Regions from separate parts of the Drosophila melanogaster genome. Here region 2 is linked to region 1. The links are chromatin contacts, called in public Hi-C maps. All regions are on one chromosome and are shown on one strand. Each heading gives the region's core, a stretch centred on a gene start, on an enhancer-like site or on the middle of the called end of the contact. The rest is flanking DNA. Distances are from core to core; before and after follow the strand shown.

Evidence for each region. Hi-C and Micro-C count contacts between places; a contact is called where the count stands out from the background.
Region 2: a contact with region 1 is called in a Hi-C map of the Kc167 cell line, with 6 times the contacts expected there. The contact joins the promoter of CG11857 here to the promoter of Osbp in region 1. A contact is called at or near these places in 43 of 107 Hi-C or Micro-C datasets (the Clone 8 cell line, the D17-c3 cell line, the Kc167 cell line and 14 more) and 1 of 6 datasets of contacts at active chromatin or transcription factors (the Kc167 cell line).

What each region holds. Positions count from the first base shown.
Region 1 is chr3R:24,935,900-24,942,803 of dm6, forward strand. Osbp (Oxysterol binding protein) reads right to left here and starts at 2,323. Exons shown (of 2, transcript NM_057923.4): 1 at 356-2,323; 2 at 1-249. The coding sequence starts at 1,960. It overlaps ssh (slingshot), which reads right to left. Exons shown (of 7, transcript NM_079768.4): 4 at 6,562-6,627; 5 at 6,304-6,498; 6 at 5,968-6,237; 7 at 2,811-5,882. The coding sequence ends at 3,530.
Region 2 is chr3R:25,256,009-25,262,409 of dm6, forward strand. It overlaps CG11857, which reads left to right and starts at 2,890. Exons shown (of 2, transcript NM_143105.3): 1 at 2,890-3,424; 2 at 3,486-4,751. The coding sequence starts at 3,356. The coding sequence ends at 4,028. Nup358 (Nucleoporin 358kD) reads left to right here. Exons shown (of 7, transcript NM_143104.3): 3 at 1-285; 4 at 347-847; 5 at 917-1,049; 6 at 1,114-2,121; 7 at 2,193-2,664. The coding sequence ends at 2,551. Kdsr (3-ketodihydrosphingosine reductase) reads right to left here. Exons shown (of 3, transcript NM_143106.4): 1 at 6,176-6,401; 2 at 5,537-6,105; 3 at 4,955-5,472. The coding sequence starts at 6,392. The coding sequence ends at 5,248. It also overlaps asRNA:CR46099.

The sequences.
Region 1 (6,904 bases), core at 1,073-3,572:
GTTGTCTTTGTTCATTACCACGCCTTTGACGCTTCGCTGCACATCGCGACTAAAGTACGAGTAGGGGATAAAGTTCAGGATGCATTTGTGCCCCTCTGCCGCCTGCGATCCCCGGATTTCCATTTCGCCATGCTGGTCCACCCACAGTTTGCCCACAATGATGTTGTTCACCGTTGTGGTCACCTTGCGCCAGGAATAGCGCCTGCCGCTGTTCGGGAATTGCACATAGACGCCGCCCAAGGGATTGATCTGTCGCGAAATTAATGCATTATTAGATTATCACATTGTAATGGAAGTAACCCCGATCCCAGGAGTAACTTGCTTCTTTCATAAAGTCCTATACACCTATACTCACTTGAACGTACTTGCCGCGGAACTTGCTGGTCATGGAGAACTCCTGCCAGCACGTCCAGTTCTTACTTTCGCAGTGCAGCGCCGCCACCGGTGGATGATGGGACACTTGCTCGGCCAGGCACCGCCAACCATAGTCATCCATCCGGTCACACTCGTAGGTCTCGCCCAGCAGCGGATTGAAGGGCTTGCCTGTGCGGTTTGTGGTCGTGGCATAGGCGGACACGGTAAAGGCGGCTATGTAGGCCAGCTGCTCGCACTCGTCCTGGCAGGTGGCCGCGTAGTCGAGTATCTCCGTGTACTCATAGTCCTCCACCAGGCGCTGCAGCATGGACAGCGGTTCGTTAAAGTTGATGGGCATGGGAATTTTGGACAGATCCTTGCCAATGCAATTTTTCATGATGCCCCACAGGCTGATGGGGTGGTTCGGTTTATCTGGCACACGGTCGCGTCGCTTCTTAATCAGATCCGGATTCCAGTTGCGTCCGTAGATGGAGTCGGTGCTCTCCTTGGCCGGCAACGCCTTATCCACGTCGTCATCGTCGTCGCCCTGACCGCCCGATGCTACCCGTGGCGCACTCACCAGGCACACCTGCTGCACCGTTTGCACGGTGCGCTTCTGCTCGTCACTCTCCGAGGAACTGCCCTCCAAATGGCCCTCCACCTGGTCCTCGCTACTACTGCGGCGCTTGTGCATCTTTAAGATAAAGGTACCCCGCTCGCAATCCGAAGACTCAGGGGAGCGACCGCTGCCTGAATAGCCGTGCTCCTCGGCATCGAAAAACTCCATCTCCTCATCTGAGGTCACCAAGGAGCCGGCGGTGCCTGCCCCCGAGGTGGATGACACCGGCTTGTTCTGGCGCACCAGTACGGCGGCCTGCTCCATCTGCGACTGCTGCTTTGCCATCTGCTCGATGATCTCCTCCAGCCGCTGGCGTTGCTCGCGCTCGTGGTGTAGCATCTTGGACCACTTATGGCCTTGTGCCTCTGCCGTGTGCAGGTAGTCGTTGCCGGCGTTGATCATCGCATTGGAGGTTATCCGGAAGAGGGTCGCCCTCTCGTTGACGATCTTCGTGCGGCTGCCCAGCGACTCCTCCTCGTTCGTCTCCAGATCGTTGAGAGCGCGCTGCAAGGCTGCGCCATGCTTGGTGATCAGGTCGTAGCAGGTACGCATGCTCTCCAGCCGATCGGTGAGATCTCGGACCACCGAGCTGATCTCCTGGCTGGGCACCACATGTGCCGTTTCCGTCTCCTCCTCCTCCTCGCATTCGATGGCCCGGATTGCCTTAGCCTTTGCCAGCTCCAGGGCGGTGACCCACGACTGGCGCTCCACCTCGGTGCCGGCCTTGATGTGGAACGTTTGGGTGCCGCCGTTCGAGATTACGAACGTGCACGAATCGACCGTGTGGATGAGGGCTCCGTGAAGCGATATGGTGCCCCGGCACGTGTGGTTAATCTCCGACTGGTTGCGGTAGTAGCTCAGCACGCCCTTGGATAGCACGAACCATCGCCGCTGGTAGCCCTTGATGTAATTGGTCCACTTTAGCAGCCAGCCTTTCATCTCCGGTAGGCCCTTCTCGGCCAGCGCATTGCCAGCGGCGTCTGTCATGATGGCAACCGGTTCCGGTATCCGTATGCGTTCCTCCGGCCGGATGAAGCACTTGCTTCGAGACTGCGAATAGCGCCACGTACGATGACTGGCGATTGGTCGGATTGGTTCCGTTCCGCAACTCCGACTTGAAATTCGAATGCTATTGGTTATTGGACGGCGACGGCTGATTGCTGGCCAGTGGCTAGCATCGCACGGTGTGCACTTGGCCTCCGGATCACCACCGAGATTCCGATTACGTTACGGTCGCGAGTCCGCCGCGAGTTCACTGCGAATTTCGTGTCGTTTTGCTTCTAATTTTCCTGCAGAAAATAAAGAAACTGTAGTGGAAGTTCAGTGCGCGTCTGTGTGCGTGTGTGTTCTGTGTGTGTGTGCTGGCGCATCTGCAGGTGTGTGAGTGTCAGTGTTACCAGGTGGTTGGTTGCGTTTCCTCCTACACATATCGATGGGCGATAGGCAACGATAATCTGCGATCTGAAAAAATCTTTTTCAAACACTGTGCCGTTAGAAAGCTTAAACAATATTTAGAAATATGATTATTATTTTCAAATCGATAAGGATTTTGTTAAACAATATTTAGAAATATGATTATTATTTTCAAATCGATAAGGATTTTGTTAAAAAAAAAACTTTTTAGAACCCATATATTTTTTCCTTCCATACACACCTTGCTATATCTACATTTAACTTTAAAATCCCCAAACTACATCAAATTACATTTATATTAAATAGTAATTGTTAATTTCTTTGTAATTATACAATATGTGAAAATAATTCATATCTCCGGTCACTATTAAATTATGTGTGTACCCAAAGGTGACTCATGGCCAACAGTAAAACAGATTGCGCTCGAAATTGGATTACACATTTTTATTTATAAATATGTGGTCTGATAAATGGCAAAAAATACAAGTGTTCAAGGTGGGAACTTTTGGGCCGCGGCCTCGGCAGTCGGTGCTCCATGTGCCGGATCACTTCTTGTACTCCGCCCAAGAGTAGCGGAAGGAGCGGATCATGTGGATAAGGCTGCAAATACAAATCTGGTAAAAACGGAGGGCAGTGTTTGTTGGGCAACACATGGGAGTTGTGGTGTGAATGGCACATGGACGGCACAGGGACACTCACAAGACAAGACGATGACGTATATACAATAAATCGTTTATTCGTAGGCAGTTCTTGCATAATATAAAATAAATATGTATACAGTTACAAGTAATTTAAAAGTACAAATACAGTTTCATTTCCATAGGTTGTTTTGTTTGCCCTCTCTTGTCATCTTAATAGTTCCATTCACACATTGCAGACACAAGATCTTTAGAAGCTTTCATGGACGCCTTACACAACAAGACAACAAACACGAGGCATGATGGAGGGGATGGATGGGGTGGTGGTGTTCGATTGTTGGACAAAAAACACAAAATGGTCGAAAGCGGGCGAGTATATAAATAAGTAAAGCAGGCGATAGGATGAGGACGATCCTTAGTGGCTACAGGGTATGGATTGCAAGTTGCAAGTGGTATGTGAATGTTGCAGTTTGCAGTTAGCATGTTGTTAAGCAGAGCATGGCCTTTACATGGTGTTGTAGGCGGCGGTGTTAAAGCCTGTTTTCGGAGCACTTAGCCTGCTCAGCGGATGCGTCTTCCCGTGCTGCGCCAACCGCCGGATCTGCACCTGCTGCTGATGCTGCTCCGGTTGCAGTTGTTGCTGCTGCTGTTGCTGGTGCTGAACGTTGCTGCTGTGACTGACGCGGACGGGCGCGGGTGGCGGTCGACTGTCGCTATAGTCATGCGTGGATCTGTTGGACAGCGAGCGGTCGTAGTAGGAGAGCGGGCGTTGCTTGAAGCTAGTAGTGGTAGTGGTGCTGCAGGAGTGGCTGATGTTGCTGGCGGTTCCGGCGGGTGGCAGTGGGGCACAGGCGACTGTGGGGGTGGCGGCCGCCTGGCTACTGCAGGAAGTAGTGGTTTGATATTTATGCACTAGACCTTTTACATTACGATCACAATTTTCGCTTACGCTGGAATCGGACGAGTTGGAGGCGGAGGAGTTGGAGTTGGAGGCGGCGGACACGTGGTTGGCATGCTGCGCCACCGGCGACGATGGCAGTGATTGGTGGCTAGTCGTCTTCTTGCCGGGATTCGCTGAGCAGGCTCCGGCCACCGCCGATACCGACGTTGCGATTGTTGAACTACTGCCCGATCCCGCTGCAGTGCCACCGCCTCCTCCTCCTCCTGTGCCCACCACTCCCGCTTTGGCTTCGAAATTTTGCTTGAGTATTTGCACATTGCCCGAGATGCGCTGATCGTCGGCCAGCGTTTGTCCCTGGACGCGCAGCACTACCGTCGCCTCATGGTCGCCTGGCGTGGTGTTCTTGTTCTCGATGTCGCTGGTGTGCATCAGCTCCTCACTATTACAGCGTAGTGGCTGACGCTGCCGCGGACTGTGCGCCGAGGAGGCGCTCCTATAGAGGCTTGGGCACCGCCTCTGCCCAGCATCCACAGCCTCGAGTAGCAGCTCCTGGCTTTCTTCCTGGCAGCGCTTTTTCAGCGAGGTGCTCTCTTCCAGCTTCTGCTTGGTGCGCTTTACGGTGCCCTCGCCAACTCCAACTATCGGTTCCACAGCAACGGCGACTCCTTCGATTACATTGCAATTGGAACTGCGCTTGAGGTCTTGGATAACGCCCTCGAAGATGGCCGTAGTGTTGCGATTGGAGTCATAGTAGGAGCCGGAACTGGTCCTCTGCGGCAGACAGCATCGGTTGTCTCCTGATCCCCAACTTGCGTGCCGCGAAGGCAGCTCCCGCTGACGTGTGCCTCGGGGACGCAGAATGGCGTTTGACTGCTGCTTCTGTTGCTGTGGCGTGGGGTCCAGGACGATGCCGCCACTTGGACCCAAGGACTCTGTCCAGGAGTGCGTCTTTCGACGCTGGCGCTTCTCCCCTTCATCCTTGGCAAAAACACTGTCCACCTGCGAGGAGAATACATCCGAACAGCTAGAATCCCGCCGCGAGTCAATATTTCCACTACTGCTGCCACTGACACTTTTTCCCAAGTGAGAGGTCTGTGTAATCAGTTTTGTCAGCGAGGTCCAGACAGGTTGCTGTGGCAGCTGGTCCGCCCGGTGCGCCTCGAGATCGTGAATTCGTGTGCGCACTGACAGAGGCGTGTGTTTCTGGATGTGCAGCACCTGGTTCTGGGTGACGCTGTAGTTCTCGCCGTTGCTGCCTGGGAAGCGCATATTTTTTGGCTCCTCGGCCACGCTACGTTCCGGCGTAAGGTTCTCCATAGACTGGCTTTGCTGCTTGGTAACCACAGCCGTCTGGGTTTTGGGTGATGTGCTGCTCGAGCGCCTAACCATGCGACGCTGTGACTTCTGGGCGATGGATCGCCGGTGCATGCGTGAACCATCCTCCTCTTCGCCATCGGGTGTTACGCCCGCTTCACCAGTCGACTTCGACTTGGCCTGGTTTAGAGCCTGAATGAGGGGCGTTGGTTCGCTACCAGGCAACAGTCGCGCGTCCTTTGTGCTCTTCAAGTTCGTCTCGCTCTTGCTGCGCTGCAGCTTCTCCTTGTTCTTCATGGCGTCCAACATCCCACTATACGTCTCCAGCTGATTGAGGAAGTTCTTGTTGGGCTTTATACAGCTGCGCCTCTTCTTCACGTGCTCTAGCGCCTGCTGGAACTCCCACTGGTAAGCCTTCATGGCATATGCGATGACAACCGAGGCGGATCGGCTGACGCCCATCTTGCAGTGCACCAGCACCTTGGATCCCTCGGCTTTCGCCCGCGTGATGTAGCGGAACGTATCGTCCCAGTACTTGAGCAGGTTCGTCTTCTCATCGTCGTACACGCGAACGTTGAAATACTCGAAGGTGCCCGGAAAGAAGTTATCGATCTCCCGCGTCACGTTCAGGATGTGGCGAACGCTGAAAATGAAAATAAGTTGTCGCTGATTTTAGCCAATTTTCCCAGGATATCAATAGTGTGGCCTTTTTTTTCTCTTAAACATACCCGTTTTTCTGCAGCTCCTCCAAGTTGCTGGCATTCCACTCTGATCCCAGATAGACGTGCTCGAAAATCTTGGTGGGGGCATCCATTTGGCCTAGAATAACGAGCATTTCGGCGTCGATAAACGACTTGTACTCGCCCAAATCCATGTCCAGGATCTCCTCGAGGCGTCCGCGTATATACTTGGAGGTGACCTCGTCCAGGTCCACTGACATCATGATGGCCTTCAGCTTCATCTTAATGACACTTTCGGTTTCCTCCTTTTCGGGGGGTCTGTTTATGGCATTCAAGGGAAAGAGGAATTAAAACCGTAAATAATTAGTTGTACCGAACCCTTACTTGTTTCGTATGGCATCAGGCGAAGGTGGTCGGCGGCTCTCGAGCGCGTCCATGGCATTCCACTCGTTCAGACAAGACTGGTCCGACTCGATGCGCCTCTCGTAGCTGGATAGCCAGTCGTGGGAGGGTCCACTGGCATAGAAGTTGTTCTCACGAGCCTTTTTCGACACTTTGTGCAGCGTCTGCAGCGCGGACCTGGAAAGAAACAAGGGTTTAATTTGTGACTGAAGGGGATCTGACTCCAAAGGAGGCACCTACCACATGGCCTGCACTGAGACCGGCTTAAATATATGCGTTTTTTCGTACACTTTGACGCTGAATCCGCTGAAAGCAAGATAAGATAAACCATTGAAATTAAGGAAATGCACATCACACGTTTATCAGAACAAATACACTCTGCCATGCTATTATTAAAATAGCTTAAGATAAATTGGAAACAAATGTGCGACATAAATGCCACCGCTCAACTAGGAAATTGGTCAAGGCGACACCGATTTGTGTATAGATTAGGGGCGGCTAATTTTTAAATTAATTCTATAAATAATTCCCAAGGTTAATAGCGACAATTAGGCAGTTATGAGTGCATGACTCTTACGAGATG
Region 2 (6,401 bases), core at 1,640-4,139, 320 kb after region 1:
CCACCTACCTCCAAGTTTAGCTTTGGTTTCGGAGCCGCAGCGGCTGGTGACAAAGATCAGGCTGGCGATGGAGCCACGTTCAACTTCGCTGCGATGCCCGCAGCTGTTGCTCCGACTACCTCAATTGGATCCAGCAGCTTCACCTTCTCCATGACCAAGCCCAAGCCCGACCAGCAGCAGCCAAATAGTACAGCAGCTAAGGAGGATGAAGATAACGATTCGCAAGAGGTGGAGGAGGAGGAGAACAACACTTACTTTTCACCAGTAATCCCATTACCCGATAAGGTACAATTATTTGATGCCATAAACCATATTTGTTTTCTTATTTAACAAATGTTTATTTCAGATTGATGTAAAAACAGGTGAGGAGGACGAGGAGCTATTGTATGTGCATAAGGCCAAGTTGTACCGCCTAAACGAGAGCGATTGGAAAGAGCGCGGCTTGGGGGATGTGAAGATCCTGCGCCATAGGCAGACCAAAAAGCTGCGCGTGGTCATGCGTCGGGAGCAGGTGTTCAAGATCTGTCTTAACCATGTGCTTAACGAGAATGTGGTGTACAGGGAGAAGACTGAAACGTCGTGGATGTTTGCTGTACACGATTTTAGCGAGGGCGAGAGTGTCCTAGAGCGATTCACTTTGCGTTTTAAAAACAAGGAGGTGGCACAAGGATTTATGGAAGCGATCAAAAATGCTCTTAATGAAACCGCAAAGCCGATAGAAGATAGCCCAGTGGTCGGCTCCGTTTCCCAATCGACGGAAGCAAATAAACCGTCCCAAAAAAATGATGGGGCGGCAAAGAGCAGAGGAGGCGAATCGGAAGTACTTGATGTTGGCAAAACCTCTTCTGTAAGGCCAACCACGCACGAAGTAATCCCTCCACTTCCCATGACCCTTCCCCTACTGACTCTCCCCCAGCCATTGGCCAAGCCTAACGATTACCAAACACCTGCCACCATATTGTTCAAAGGCAGTTCGCTGAGCAGAAATAACTCTTCGGCTTCTGAGGCAAGCAAAACGCCTAGTTCAGCATTCATTTTCGGTAGCACGGGTATGTATAATTCGACGTTGACCTCAAGATAAAAGGATCTAACCGCTTTTTATGTTCACTTCAGATAAATCGGAGCCTGGAAAGGATGCTGGCCCATTAGCTAATCTTCAAAAACTAGCATCAGGCGAAGGACAAGGAAACGTTTTGGGATCTATATTCCGTAGCGGCTCGTCAAACGAAAATTCGTCTGACGGTTCTGTCAAGTTCTTTTTCGGGGGTGGAAATAAAGCGGCTGAGCAACAGAAGAAAGATTCCTCAGAGTCTGTCTTCGGAGGCAATAAAGCGGATTCCCAATCGCCAGCGACCCAAGAAGCACCGAAGTTGGCCTTCGGTGGAATTGCCGCACCTGTGTTCGGAGACGCCAATCCTTTTGGAGGCCACAAAGTTAATTTGCAAAAATCAGATGGCAAGGAAGAACCAAAATCTATCATTGGCGGAACCCCATTGTTATTTGGAGGGTCCAACGCCTTTGGAATACCCAAAATTGAAACCCAGTCACCTGCTAAAGACTTTGTGTTTGGCAGTGCACCCGCTTTTGGACAAATGGCAACCTTCTCATTTACAGCTGCAAAAAATGAAAAGGAAAAGGACATAACCTCGAATAACACCACTGATCTTAAAGCCGAAGGCAAGGAAAAGAAGGAGTTGGTGCCGGAGACGACCAGCACATTTGCCGATTTGGCCAAGACAGGCAGCACGTTTGCAGATTTGGCAAGCAATCCGGGCGGCACTTTTGCGGACTTAGCGAACAAGACGGGCAACGACTTTGCCAACCTGTCGGCCAATAGCCAGGGCACTACCGTGGGATTCAACAAGTCCGCCGGGGGCGGCTTTTATAACCTCACGCATCAGAACGCTTTCAAGAACTTCGAGTCGCCGCAAGCCACAGAAGAGTGCGATGATGACGGCGACGCGACCACTGATGACAACTACGATCCGCACTATGATGCCATTGTAGAGCTGCCGGATGAGATAGTTGTCACCACGGGAGAGGAGAACGAGACTAAGCTGTTTGGCGAGCGGGCGAAGCTTTATCGCTATGACGCCGAATCGAAACAATGGAAGGAGCGAGGTAAGCTGTAGTAATAGTCCCTTTCTTATTCACACTAAAAGTTTTTATAAAACCAAAAAAAAAAAAAAAAGGTGTCGGTGAGATAAAGGTGCTGGAGCACCCGGAGCTGCAGACATTCCGACTGATCATGCGGCAGGAGCAGATCCACAAGCTGGTGCTTAACATGAATATCTCCGCCTCCCTGCAAATGGATTACATGAACGCGCAGATGAAGAGCTTCCTGTGGGCCGGCTACAACTACGCGGTGGACGCAGAGGGTAAAGTTGACACCGAGGGCGTCCTGGAACGCCTTGCCTGTCGATTCGCCAAGGAAGAGATCGCCAGTGAGTTCCTCAACACGGTCAATTCGTGCATAAAACGAGCCAAGGCCTTGCAAGGTGATGAGGAGAACAAGAATGACGACGCGCCGGAGGAGCAGGCGAGCTCATAAGCAAACCGGATCTAAATATATGTAGCATGTCTAGGATTGTGTTAGAATATTCATCCAAAACAGTAGCGACAATGGCTATTTCACATTTTGCTAATAAAATTTCGATAAACATTAATATTACATTTGAAATAAATTTGACTATTGAATAAAGCAATCGATATATTAGAGAGGAGACAAATTCGGACGTACAACCATATAGCACAAGGAAACTGGCTATGTTTTTATATATTAAATGTACCTCTACCTATTTTTAAAATATCGACAGCACTTAGATAAAAAATTAAAACAAACAATTACCTTTCGCGATAATCGCTCAACTCCCGATTGTTCCATCCCCAGCCGATAGTTTGACAGCCCTGCCACTGAGAGAGCATAATGACGTGGTGAACTCTGTGTGAAAAAAGAACAATAAATTGCCGACAAATCTCTAGTGTAATTAAATTAGTTACCGCATAGAAACGCACTAAACTGTGGCCAGAACTTTACGAATCCCGAATACTGTCTATATAGCAATCTCAGGAAACTGACAGTTGAAACAGCCCTACAACAAGGAGGAAGAAGAAGAAGGCGACGACGGGCGGTGCAGAATATGAATTAGAGAATAATTAGCGATTGAAGCGCGTCTAGTTTGCCAGTTGGCCCATTTCGTGTTTTGTTAGCCCCTTTCCGGCAGCCCCTGCCCCCGTCCCGGAAAATTTTGCAATTCCCGAATCGATACACGTGTGCAGCGAGAACAACGACAGCGTCAAAGTCAACAATAAAAGTCGAGGGCCGGAGATTAATGAGAGACTACCGACGACGACCATGATGAACGAGGACAGCAGTGCTGCCGGCGGCGGCGGGGTTAAGAAGTTCTTTCAGCGCCTCTCACAGGTAAGTAATTGTGGATAGCCCGTACGTGCCGGGAACTAACCCGCATCCTTTGCTTCCGCAGACCTACCAATCCGCCTTGGACCGTAGCACACCGCACACACGAATGCGCTGGGTGTTCGCCGGCTTTCTGCTCCTGCTCTTTGTGCTGCGCATCTTCATCTATCAGGGCTGGTACATCGTGTGCTATGCGCTTGGCATTTACCACTTGAACCTGTTTATCGCTTTTTTAACGCCCAAGATCGACCCGGAGTTCGATCCGTATTCGCAGGATGACGAGGACGAGGGACCCAATCTGCCAACTCGCAGCAACGAAGAGTTCCGGCCATTCATTCGCCGCCTGCCGGAGTTCAAGTTCTGGCTGTCGGTGGCGAAGAGCACGCTCATCGGTCTGATTTGTACGTTCTTCGATTTCTTCAACGTGCCGGTATTCTGGCCCATCCTGGTCATGTACTTTATCACGCTCTTCTGCATCACGATGAAGCGCCAGATCAAGCATATGATCAAGTACAAGTACTTGCCGTTTACCCGCAATAAACCGCGCTACCAGCGGGTGAATGATCTGGCGGGTTCCGGACCCGGTTCCGTGGCGGGCAACTCAAAGTGACAATTAGCCGCACAGACGTCGGACACGCGGGCGACGGCAGCGGGATCGGGTGATCCTTCAAATGCCTCTTCTGCAGCTGCAGCGCCACCATCACCAACCAGCGACAGCGCAGCGACCAAGGATGTGGGGTCGCCAACAGCATCGTCCATCAAACCACCGCAGATCATTGCCATTGAGGACTACTAGAGAAAGCTACCGAAAGCAGCCCGGAATGGGAACCAGCAGCATAACATCAACCAGAAACAAGCTTATAATATGATTTTCCTTTTCGGTTTGTGTAGCATTTTTCGTTTCACTGTTGAGTTGTCGTACGGCGTCTTGTGCAAAATACCTTGTTTATTGTTTAATCTAACTGCTTGTTTAAATTTATATTTATTTACAATGCTTTCTATCTATTGTAAATCCCAAACGATACCGAAATACTGCAGATCAGCTCTAATTTAGTTTTTCATCCTAATCCTAACAATAATTTAATAACTCTTCTATCCAAAAAGTAGACTTACTGTATTTGAATCCAATTATTTTTGATTATCGTGCTAAGATGCTATAATAATATGTCTAAATATATATACAAACATATATATATATATATTTTGCATTATGATTATACAATTTTTGTTAGCGTTAACTATACAGAATGTTAAAAAAAGGCGAATTGAAAACTGAAACTATAGGAAGTGTACACTGGGTGCGTCTTATGAATAAAGAAAGACAAAAGAAAACCAAATAATTTATCGTTGAATTTTGAACCATTTGGAAAAGGTTGATGGCTTTTGTGGCGTGGTTTTTGTATTTATCTAATCGCTTCTGCATGTAGTTTGCTGTTCGATTTTAAGATACGAAACCAATTTTGATTAGGCCAATGCGTGAAATTGCTTTAGCGATTAGCACAATCACTAAGTGGTTATTTAAAAACGACTCATTTTCTGAACAGTAAATACATTTTATTTTTGTTAAAACGAAGCACACACCAACAAAACGAGCACACGTCATCTAGTCTAGAAAACACGATACAAATAGTTAAAACCCTAGCACGGCAATAATAAAAAAGTTCAAATGCACATACAAATATATATATAAAAATGAATGATAATACGGGAATTGTAATATATGAATAGGCTAACCATGCAAAACAATCGCACATTTTGATTAATTATAAAAAAGTGATTTAATTATGGGCACTTGGGAATACTTTAAGGGCAGCGGGACAAGAGAGATTTCACTTGGACTCCACTTGCGATGTGGCCTTGGCCTTATCCTCTCGAGCGCATTTGCGTATAACACTATTGAAGTACTTGTGCAGAGCGTAGCTAACTATTCGCAGTGGTCCCAAAACTATGGCGTGCAGAAGATTGGTGAAGAAGCCATCCCAAGGAAGCAATGCTCCACCCAAAGTGGTGATCAGCCAGCTTTCTGCTCCAACAGTTGAGGTGAATTTTCCCTTCTACAAATAAGAAAAAGTATTCTAGTTAGATTGCGTGAATATTAACTATGGGTAACAGACTCACCAGGGCATCCTTAAGTATAGCTTTCGCCATAACTTCCGGCTCTATGAGACCTCCTCCACCAGAGATTATTTTGGTTTCCCTGGGCTTTGACTTCTCCTCCTCCTCGAATCCGGGTGTATTCGTATCGCAGGGCATGGCCAGAGTGACGCTGACCCCGTGCTCCCGAGACTCCATTGCAATCGTTTCAGCCATCGCTCTCAGGGCGTACTTGGTGGCTGAGTAAGGACCGTATCCATAGATGCCAAACATAGCCGCCTGTGAGGCAGTGATTACAATAATGCCGTCGCCGGCTTTCTTCATTTTGGGCAGGACATAACGGGTGCAGTTATAGGTGCCGAAGAAGTTTACGTTCATCAGCTTGTGGACATCCTGGACTGAGACCTCCTCGAACACACCGCAAATGGCCATTCCGGCACAGTTTATTAAAGTGTATATGGGGCCGAAGCTATCTTCGATCTCGCCAAGCACTTTGGCCACCTGGTCATAATCGCCGCTTATGTCCAGACTTCTGTACTGGAACTTTTGATCTGGCCGCTGGCGAATCACTTCCATCAGAGCCACTGCTCCGCCTGCAAAAAAGATCGTATATCAAAGATAAGAGTATTTTGGGTGGGGTTTCCTAGCCAGAACATTACTCACTCAGCATTTTCTCGTCGCGCGCTATCACCGTCACATTGGCGCCTTTCATGGCGCACTCCACCGCCAGACAGAGTCCGATTCCCTTGGAGCCGCCGGTGACCACCACATGACGACCCACAATGCTCCTCGGTTTCTTGGCCATGACGAACACGTAGACCAGAACATGAACCAGCACCGCAATGCCCACGCAGAACACTATCTCCCAGCTCAGTTCCATGATGACAAT